Regions from separate parts of the Danio rerio genome. Here all the other regions are linked to region 1. A link is a contact called in public Hi-C and HiCAR-type data. All regions are on one chromosome and are shown on one strand. Each heading gives the region's core, a stretch centred on a gene start, on an enhancer-like site or on the middle of the called end of the contact. The rest is flanking DNA. Distances are from core to core; before and after follow the strand shown. Region 1 holds the start of rtn3 (reticulon 3). Region 2 overlaps mta2 (metastasis associated 1 family, member 2). Region 3 holds the start of mta2 (metastasis associated 1 family, member 2).

What was found. A called contact is a pair of places that touch in the nucleus more often than the background predicts. HiCAR-type assays count read pairs that join an accessible place to other places.
Region 2: a contact with region 1 is called in a Hi-C map of hematopoietic stem cells, with 2.4 times the contacts expected there. The contact joins the enhancer-like site here to the promoter of rtn3 in region 1. A contact is called at or near these places in 2 of 18 Hi-C or Micro-C datasets (hematopoietic stem cells and an unstated tissue) and 2 of 4 datasets of contacts at active chromatin or transcription factors (caudal fin and gastrula embryo).
Region 3: a contact with region 1 is called in a HiCAR-type map of caudal fin, with 5 times the contacts expected there. The contact joins the promoter of mta2 here to the promoter of rtn3 in region 1. A contact is called at or near these places in 3 of 18 Hi-C or Micro-C datasets (caudal fin, embryo and an unstated tissue) and 1 of 4 datasets of contacts at active chromatin or transcription factors (caudal fin).

What each region holds. Positions count from the first base shown.
Region 1 is chr7:17,687,055-17,690,174 of GRCz12tu, forward strand. It overlaps rtn3 (reticulon 3), which reads left to right and starts at 1,548. Exons shown (of 7, transcript NM_201072.2): 1 at 1,548-1,809. The coding sequence starts at 1,716.
Region 2 is chr7:17,897,187-17,900,306 of GRCz12tu, forward strand. It overlaps mta2 (metastasis associated 1 family, member 2), which reads left to right. Exons shown (of 18, transcript NM_214695.1): 4 at 1,865-1,982; 5 at 2,086-2,149. Among named protein-coding and RNA genes, the nearest start is that of cth1, 20 kb to the right of the region's middle. Within about 2 kb of position 1,430, at least 57 of the 62 cell types and tissues checked have an H3K27ac peak or open chromatin away from gene starts, as enhancers often do. A contact at or near this core is called in caudal fin, gastrula embryo and hematopoietic stem cells, where this site is marked.
Region 3 is chr7:17,876,517-17,879,636 of GRCz12tu, forward strand. mta2 (metastasis associated 1 family, member 2) reads left to right here and starts at 1,442. Exons shown (of 18, transcript NM_214695.1): 1 at 1,442-1,821. The coding sequence starts at 1,794.

The DNA of each region.
Region 1 (3,120 bases), core at 298-2,797:
TACTTATATGATTTAATTATAGATGATTGAGTCAGGATTACATATACTGTCTTAATTTGTTAACATAAAAAAAAAGTACATCAGCTTCGTCAACTGTTATTAGTCTTCATTGATAATGTTTTCAAAGTTTTAAAGGGCACTTATTTTACCCCTTTTTTAAGATTTATGATAAGCCTTTCGTGTCTCCAGAATATGTCTGTAAAGTTTCAGCTCAAACCCAGCAAACACATAACGCTCCCTGAATGTTTCTAGAACGTCCTGGGAACGTCCCTGCAACAAACATGATGTTAATTGCTTAAAAAATGGCCTTGACATTCTTTTTGTACAACCAAAAGGAAAACCAATTGCTAACAGTCAGATACAGTGCTCAGCATATATAAGTACACCCCTCTTAAATCTCTCTTTTAAATTCATATTTTTAATAGGAAGCAGTACAATATTATATTTGTGCATATGCATTACATTAGTCGGTTCTAAAGCCAAATCTGGAGCTTATCTAACAAAATAACTTACGATAACGGCCCTAAAACTAGTACAACCAAATGTATATGTTATAGAAAAATATTAAATACAAATTTAAAAAGAGGAAAAATTAAGAGAAGCAAAATTTTTTTACATTTAATAGAAATTTTGTAGGTTGTAATTTTTTTTGCAATATTTTGCTTAAATTTAATTGTATTATCTTTCAATTTCTAAATATATTTGGTGACTAAAATATTATTTTAATAATTATATCTGTTTAATAAATCTGTTTTGTTTAAATGCACCAAAATACAATGCCTATACACTGAAAAATGGATAATCATGTTCATATTCATGGGGTGTATTCAATTATGCTGAGCACTGTAGTTCTGAAAATTAAGTAGGAGTATACCTCTACACTACAAAAAATGCAACATGTCGTAACTCTACATTGGGTCGTGGATGAATTTGTAAATGAAACCTTGCTAATTAAAAACTTGACTCCTTTATTTACAGTCTATAAACGCAACACTATGGTTAACCAAAAGGGGGCGCTGTTGCACATGAAATAAAATACAGATCCACCATTTACTGTCATGGTAAGAAATAAAGATCCAGGGCTAAAATGCGAAAAGCATTACATAATCACATCCCATACAGTTGCACAGTGTTTAGTGTATCATTTCTAAGTAGACGAGGATAGATTAGACATCAACCTAATCCAAAACAGTCCGCAGTTTTTAGGATTAACAACTGTCTGGATGGTCAAGATAGAGACTGTAGAATCAGATATTATTTACTTTGATAGAGCAAGCATAAAATAGTTTTAATTATACTTTAATACAAAAAACACAGTTTATAACACGTGATACTGTCGGAATGGGACAAGTCTTTAGTTGTAAATGAAATAATTAATTGAACGGAAGAAAATTGAAGAAAAGAAAAAGTCAGCCACAGTATCTTTATAGTTTTTATAGTTTAATGGCGTAGACTTTTATGCAAAACATCGACCTCTCACCCTATTATCTCTCTCTCTCTCTCTCTCTCTCTCTCATATGTACCCGCCCTATATGTGTTCCACCGCCCCCATCCACTGCAACATTCAGGCAGGTTCACCTAATGTGCTTGTGCAGGCTCGGTGACGCCGCTGCTGTACTGGGAAATACTCGGTGAATCGGGACCGCTCAGAGTTTCAATCCAAACCTCAATCGACACCTCTATACTACAGACCCTGTAGAGCTGCGCGACAAAAAATGGCAGACCCAATGACCCAATCTTCTCAGATTTCGTCGTCACAAGGCCTAAACGATGGACATTCTGCAGCGTCTAAAGACTCAAAGTTTTCCGGTAAGACAACGCAAACGACATGCAGCACTGCCGTTAAATTGGTTATGTTTGCTTCTAAATTTAGAACGTGTGTTCGTGGATATTCTAAAACGGAACTGGTGGAAATGCTTTTGGCAGGTCACTCTGACTAGAGCATTTTATGACAATACAAACCGACACACTGATTCAGATCGATTCGAATGAACTTGCATGCTTAAAATGGGTTGAGTCTAATATTGGGATACTCTCGTGTTATGTAATGGTGTTGGTCTGTTTATTTCTCACGTACACTTTCCATAACGCCTCCTCTTGGGCATTGTAGGAAGACTATATTGACATTTTGTAGGGATAAATATCATGGCGGATGTCAGACTCAGAATGAATGTGTTCTCATCCACAGCTTTGACCTAACGTTTATTTTTAGGAAAAGGCCAGGGAGAAATATGAGGACACATAATACCTCTTTGAACCCATGCTGAAATGGGCACATGTTGCGGCTCAGCTGATGATCTGCAGTGCAGATGCATCCGAAACTGGAGGACCGTGTAAATCAAGGGAAAACCTACATACACACACACCCATCTACATTACTACCGACGTGACAAGCTGGAATAATCAACAGAGCTGTCTAAAACCCTATTATAAATCGTTCTTTTGAGTTGAATCTTAAGATGAATTAATTAAATCATTTCAAGCAATCGTTTATTTATTGGAAAATGTAACAATTTTATTAGTGCATAATAACATTTTTGTTGTAAATAACTTTTTTGTAACTGTAATGGCTACAATATATTGAACTAAATACAAATTTAATTAAATGCTTCATTGATGAAACCATAATACGCCTGCGTGTGGCTGTAATGGATTTTGTATTGGAAAATTTTTTTTTGCATGCTAGGTGATTGATGCCAAAAGTCTTTAAAAAGACAGAAAAACTTTTAATATGGAACCAGATTGTATGTTTGGATAAGCATCCACAACCATTGGAAATCATGTTGATTTGTAAAGGAAACATTAGCTAGGTTTCCTTCTAAAAATGTGAATTAAACTGGAATATCGCATAAAAAATATTCAAATAAGGCATTATTTCCATCCAATGAATCAAAGCGAACAAAATCATCACTTCCGGATTAACTGCCGTCAAATATCAACAGTAAAAATGGAATTTGCTGCAGTAGGAGAAGCTGCGTGAATCTTTTCTTCATTTAATAAATGCCTCAGAAGGCAATCCGGACATGCAATGATCGTGTTTTGGCGTTTGAAGGTGTGAGACGCAGAGCACAGATGCTGTTGACAGTTCTGGAGGTCATTAATAATATAATAACACTAGTA
Region 2 (3,120 bases), core at 180-2,679, 210 kb after region 1:
TTAATGGGGTAGAACAGAAGATGTAGATTTTGATCAATATACATTTCTATTCTCATCTATGGTCGTGAGGTTTGGGTCATGACTGAAAGGACAAGATAACGAATACCAGTGGCTGGCAGGGTGCACCATAAGAGAAAGGGTGAGGAGCTTGACATCCGTGAGAAACTCTGAGCAGTGGAGCTGTTCCTCCATTACATTGAAAAAATCTAGTTGAGGTGGCTTAAGCATCTGTTTCGGATGCCTACCTGCAGAGGTGTTCCGGGCTTATCCCATCAAGAGGAGACCCCAGGAAAGATTCAGGACGTGCTGGAGGGCATATGTCTCTGCTTACACAAGAACACCTTGGGATTCCCTAGAAGGAGCTGGAGGAATGCCTGGGGAGAAGGAAGTCTGGGGATCCCTGCTGAAGCTACAGCCTAACCTTGGTCTTTGCATCAATGGATGACAAAGTCCGGATGAGATGCACCCTCTGAAAAAACCACAGATGCTTTCCTCATTTTGTATTTGAAGTCTTGCCTTCTGTTTCTCTATCGACATTGGTAAATAAACGGTGTGATTTCCTGTTCATAATCTCGGCATTCGAATATGGCCAAATAGAGCCCGGTGATGTGCTCTCTTGCCATTTCTGAACACCATCACATCATGTGTAAGTGCAAGCACCTCACGTGATTGATTAAGGTGCTGTATCACCTGCATTTATTCAACTGTGTAAATTTTAAACACGTGATCTACTGAAGCTGTTGTAATTACAAAATGGGCAGTTCAGGTTTGAGTCAAGGAAGTCATTGACACTGGCAAGAGAAAGCCTTCAAATCCTTTGCGGTCATGCGAGGTCAATGTCTGCTTGGCTGCCCGTTTAATACTCAACATATCCTCCTCTTTATGTCGCGCCACCCGACAAGACCAACACTGTCCTGTTACACAAGATCAGGGCTTCCATTTAGATCACCTCCTCCCCTCTCTACCTTCTGCCCATCTTCCCCCTTTCCCTCCCTCCTGAATGGGCTCCTCTGTGCTTATCCTCAGCTGCCATCCGCCCTGTGCTCTCAGAACAAAAGAGCCTTCATTGGACCCACCGGGCCATGGTGCTCAAAGGGTTAACACTAGGTTAACGCATGTCTGGCTGGTGTCTTTGTCAAGGAGTGAAAGTGTTATTAAATGCATACATGAGTGTGCGTGCGCATGTATGAATGATCTGTCGTACGTGTGTCTTGAGTGCTGTCTGCTTGTGCATGTGTGAAAGAGAGCTTGTGGCATTTTTTTTAATGCGTACTTGTGCATGGGGGGGAGGTTGTTGCTCAATGGGGGGATGGGCGCCTCAGGTTTGTTGCACAGGGTTTCCCAGTAAAGCTGGCAGGGACGCATTGGCCAAGGGGAGAGAAAGGAGGGGGCAGGGCCACCGGGGTGGCAGGAGGGGTTAATGGAAAGGGGTGTGGTCTGAAGTCCCGCCCTCTTCATTGACAGGGTTTCCTTTGGCTCCGCGCAGGGGTGGAGTCTGGTCAGATCGTCTGATAAAGTCCTGCCAAGTCTACTCACCTCACACGAGCATCCATTTAAGAAAGAATCTCCATCGTCATTGCATATTCATGTTGAAGTCACAAGCAATGCATCAGAATGCAGTGGGTTTGAGTTGCATCATAATGGTTTACTTCCCTTATAAGTCAACAGACCCTAACGTAGGATATTCAATTTACTTGTATCTGAATGAGTGTGAAATTGATCGCAAGCGTTACTAATAACCTTAAGTGGTGTGTAAACTGTTAAGGTTTGGTCTCTGTGTGTGCGCTAAGATGAAGCTGGTTTGCATCAGAACTAATTGAGGCCATTAGCATCACTCTCTTATGTTTGGGTGCATGTATTTTAGGAGACTTTGAAGAGGAGTCCAAGCAGCCTTCAACATCAGAACAGCAGAAACACCAGCTCAAGCACAGAGAACTGTTCCTGTCTCGACAGTTTGAGTCTCTCCCGGCCACGCATATACGGTAAACACACTCACGCCGCTCAACATCTCTGGATTGGGTGACAAAATCCTATCAGAATCAAAAGTATTTATGCTAAGTTGTTTTTTTATTTTGTTTTTTACAGAGGAAAATGCAACGTCACACTTTTAAATGAGACTGATGTTTTAACTGGCTACCTAGAGAGAGAGGTAAGTGTTCTCCCAGAGTACAAGTGCACTCACCGTGCAGTTTTTCAAAGTGTTACAAAGCTGACAAAAGCCATAAAGAAAAAAAGGCGGCTTCTTGTAGAGTGTCAGAGAAACAAATGTTTTCATTCGTTGCAATTGGAAAATCTCGATTATTCCAGCAAATAGAGATTTCTTAGCTCTTCTAAAGTTAGACTATTGGTATTGAGTTCTCTGAAAACATGGAACCTTTTTGTCATTTAATGCAAAAACAACTCTATAATGCAGGGTCGTAAAATTTCTTAAATTCACTGAAATATAGTATTGTAGGTCTTGTATCATTTTAAACATGTCTTAGTTTTCCTCTGTCCAAGTAAAGCTTCTCAATTGGGCTGAAAATCATCTAATCAACAATCCATCTCAAGAAAACCTTTTTTTATGAGAATGTTTTTTATTGCAAAGAGATAAAATTTACAATAGCTGTTCAACGACAGCAATGTCTATAAATTAAATTCCCCTAATCAAGGAAAGAAAACCAAAAACAATTGCACAATTCCTCATGATAATAGCAGAGCAACATATCACTTTACTTTATGCATTATATTCAGAGGTAGCCAAAAAACGCATTCAACCGGATTGCTCTAATAGTGGGACCATACTGTACATGTGGTTAAATTTTCAATGGTCGCTAAACATCGCCTGCTCTTTGCCTACTGAACTCATTCATAACCCAGCAGCTAATGATTTAAACTTTGTTGCTGATAATCTATTGTATTAAAGGCGAAAATATTTCATAAAGTAGAATGATCTCTCTCCAGTCCTGATGTTTAATCATTTTCTTTTCTTTTTTTAATAATTATAATACAAAATAAGGCCATTTATTTAAAATGAGATTTTTTTGAAATATGCCTGCTTTAAGTCTGAAAAATGAACTGACACAGTTTCAACTTCAATTTACTAGAACTTCTATGTTAAGCTGCTTTGACACTATCTAC
Region 3 (3,120 bases), core at 192-2,691, 190 kb after region 1:
AACTTAATATCGTGATCAAAACACCAGTGTCCGATGATTCACGCTTGGCCATCAGAAGATGGGTGCACTGTGGTCATGTAGGGATGGACATGGTCAGCAACAATACTAGGATAGGCTAGAGATGGTTGTGCGTGAACATCCCAGCAGTTTCTGAAATACTCAGATCAGCCTGTCTGGCACCAACAACCATGCAATGTGCAAAGTCACTTAAATCAGCTTTCTTCCCCATTCTGATGCTCACTTTGAACTGCAGCAGATCACCTTGACCCTGACTAAATGCATTGAGTTGCAGCCCCCCCCAAAAAAATTGGGTTAACGAGAAGTTGGACAGGTGTACCTAATAAAGTGGCCGGTGAGTGAACATTTCACAACAATTATGAACAAATAAAACAAAATAAAAATGAGATGATTTTATTAGCTACACAATCAAAGTATAAACAGATGCCAGGAGTAAAATAAATACAGTGCTTGGCATAATTGAGTACACCCCATTTTGAAAATGAAATGAATATGTTTATCCATTTCTCAGTGAATATAGGCAGTGTATTTCGGTGTGTTTATACAAAACAGATTTATTAGACAGATATGTTTATTAAAATAATATTTTAGTCACCAAATATATTTAGAAATTGAAAGATAATACAATTAAATTCAAGCTAAATATTGCAAATTTCCCAGAGATGGGTTGCGGCTGGAGGGGCAACCGCTGCGTAAAAACTTGCTGGATAAGTTGGCAGTTCATTCCGCTGTGGCGACCCCAGATTAATAAAGGGACTAAGCCGACATGAAAATGAATGAATGAATGAATATTCCAAAATAACTACAACCTACAAAACTTTTCAAAAAAATATAATGTTTTGCTTTGTCTGATTTTTCCTTTTTTTAAATGTGTATTTAATATTTTTCTATATCATATAAATTTGGTTGTACTAGTTTTTGGCCGTTAATGTAAATTATTTTGTGAGGTAAGCTCCAGATTTAGCTTTAGTACAGACTAATCTAATGTATATCCACAAATATAATATTGTAAGCTTTCTATTAAAATCATATATGTAAAAGATAGTTTTGTGAGGGGTGCACTTATATATGCTAAGCTCTGTAGATGGGTAGGATAATAAAAAACAAAATATTTATTTAATCAAATTAAATTTGCATAATGCTTCAAATGTATTTTTTTTTAGCTTATCTGTTTTTAATGTTACACAGTGTAGTGCCATACTGTTTAGTCTCCTTTGTAAAATGTTCACAGTTCGGCTTAGCTTCAGCCCATTTCTTGACTGAAATGTATATTTGCCAGGAGTTTTCCGAATTCGACGTGACGTTGCGAGCTTTCGAAAATGACGTTGCAGAGGGGGTGCGTGCCCGTGCGCGCGCCCGTATGTGTGTGTGTGTGTGTGAAACAGAGCGGAGGTGAAGAAGAGGAGGATGAAGCAGGGAGCGGAGGATGGGAGGAAGAGTGGAGTGAGTGAGAGAGAAAGAGAGAGACGGGCTGGCTATCAAGGGCTCGTGTCAAGTGTGAATGTCTGAGAGGGGCTTCGATGGGAGTTTTATCGCAGCGCCGAAACAAAGACGCGATCTTTTTTTACCATCCGGAGAAACATTGTAGCGGAAACTTTAAACTTTTACCCGCCAGAGCGGCAGCGCCGTGCCGGGTCCCGGCTTTGTCTCGCGACGGGGGGAAGTACGCCAGCACACGCGAGGATATAAAGAACCAGCACCACGTTCGGATACACATTTTGACTCCCACGAAGAGGGAATCTGCGATTATTGCGTTTGTTTAGGAGAGCGAGAGAATGGCGGCCAACATGTACCGAGTTGGAGGTGAGTATTATTGTTAAGGCTAACACTAGCAGCAGGCTCGCGGGGGTTAGCATTAGCATTAGCGCGAGCGGCTGTTTCCGCCTTAGTTACAATGAGCGGAATCCCGTTGCTAAGCAGGCTAGGCTAGTTTCGTTACGGCTGCATTCGGGATAACTCGAATTTAATTATTAATATATGTATTAAAGTTCACTTGTGAAGGTTTAAAAACTCGTGCTGACTCTTAAAGTCTTTCTTAACTCAGTAGTTTTGGTTTCTTTTTAATAATTAGCCGCCGCAAGCAAATGAGCTAATTATACAGAAAGCCTTGCGTTAGTTTAATCCATTATAGTGCTTTTTACTTACTTTTTCTAGAGTTATGTTGAAGTTTTTGTCGTGCACGTTTCCCAAACTCTGTCAATCTGTCAAACCTTTGACAACTGAATCATATGGGAGACTCGCCGCACTTTCAGTTTCGTCACCTGTTTGAAAGGAAGCAGTAAAATAATCCAAAATGTTTAGTTAAAGGTGTATTACACGCATGTTTACACTTGGTTAACCTAGAAATAGTGTTTAGTACTAAAAAAAGTCTCTTTTCTATTCTCATATATGCAGAAGGCGCGTATAATGTCCTATCCAGCTGAAGTTTTCTCCATCATACATGTTCACTTCTACTGTAGACTCTCCTACATATGCCTCTCATATGTCTTTTGTCTGTAAGATGCTGGTGATGATAATATGCGTTAACATCACTGACTGACTGACGGCTTGGTAACCATCTACATTACAGTGCCTTTACGTTCTTAAATCCGTGAATCGGCCGTAAATAGGTCACGGCAATCAGCCTGTGTTGCTTTAGCAGACGCCGCTGATTGCTTTATTGCAGTTGCAGATTGAACATGCAGCGAGTTCTGCAGGAAAGAACTCACTTATTACACGCTTGTCAAAATGTATTAGTGTTTACGACGCGAGACTGGGTTCAGACGAAGAAGAAGTCTGCGTCAACTCACAACTGTCATTTGAACCGTTTTCTCCAATGAAGGTGCTGTGTGGGATGGCACTGTAATGATGTTCTGTCGTAGCTTGACTGCGCTGTTCGTTAGTGTTTGGGGAGGTTTGCACACCCAGGTACTGCTTTCGGTAGGTCACTGGACTTGACCTCCTTATTTAGCCTCGAGCTTTGCATCTCTGCGTTTTCACCTCTGTGTTCTGGAGGTTTGTGACTCAAATGCTGTCACTGTTTTTTGTTCAGTTCATTTGACCAGAGTGTTTGCTTTTGTCATTGAGCTTCCTAGAATGCATTAGTGATCGACTGAGGTATCT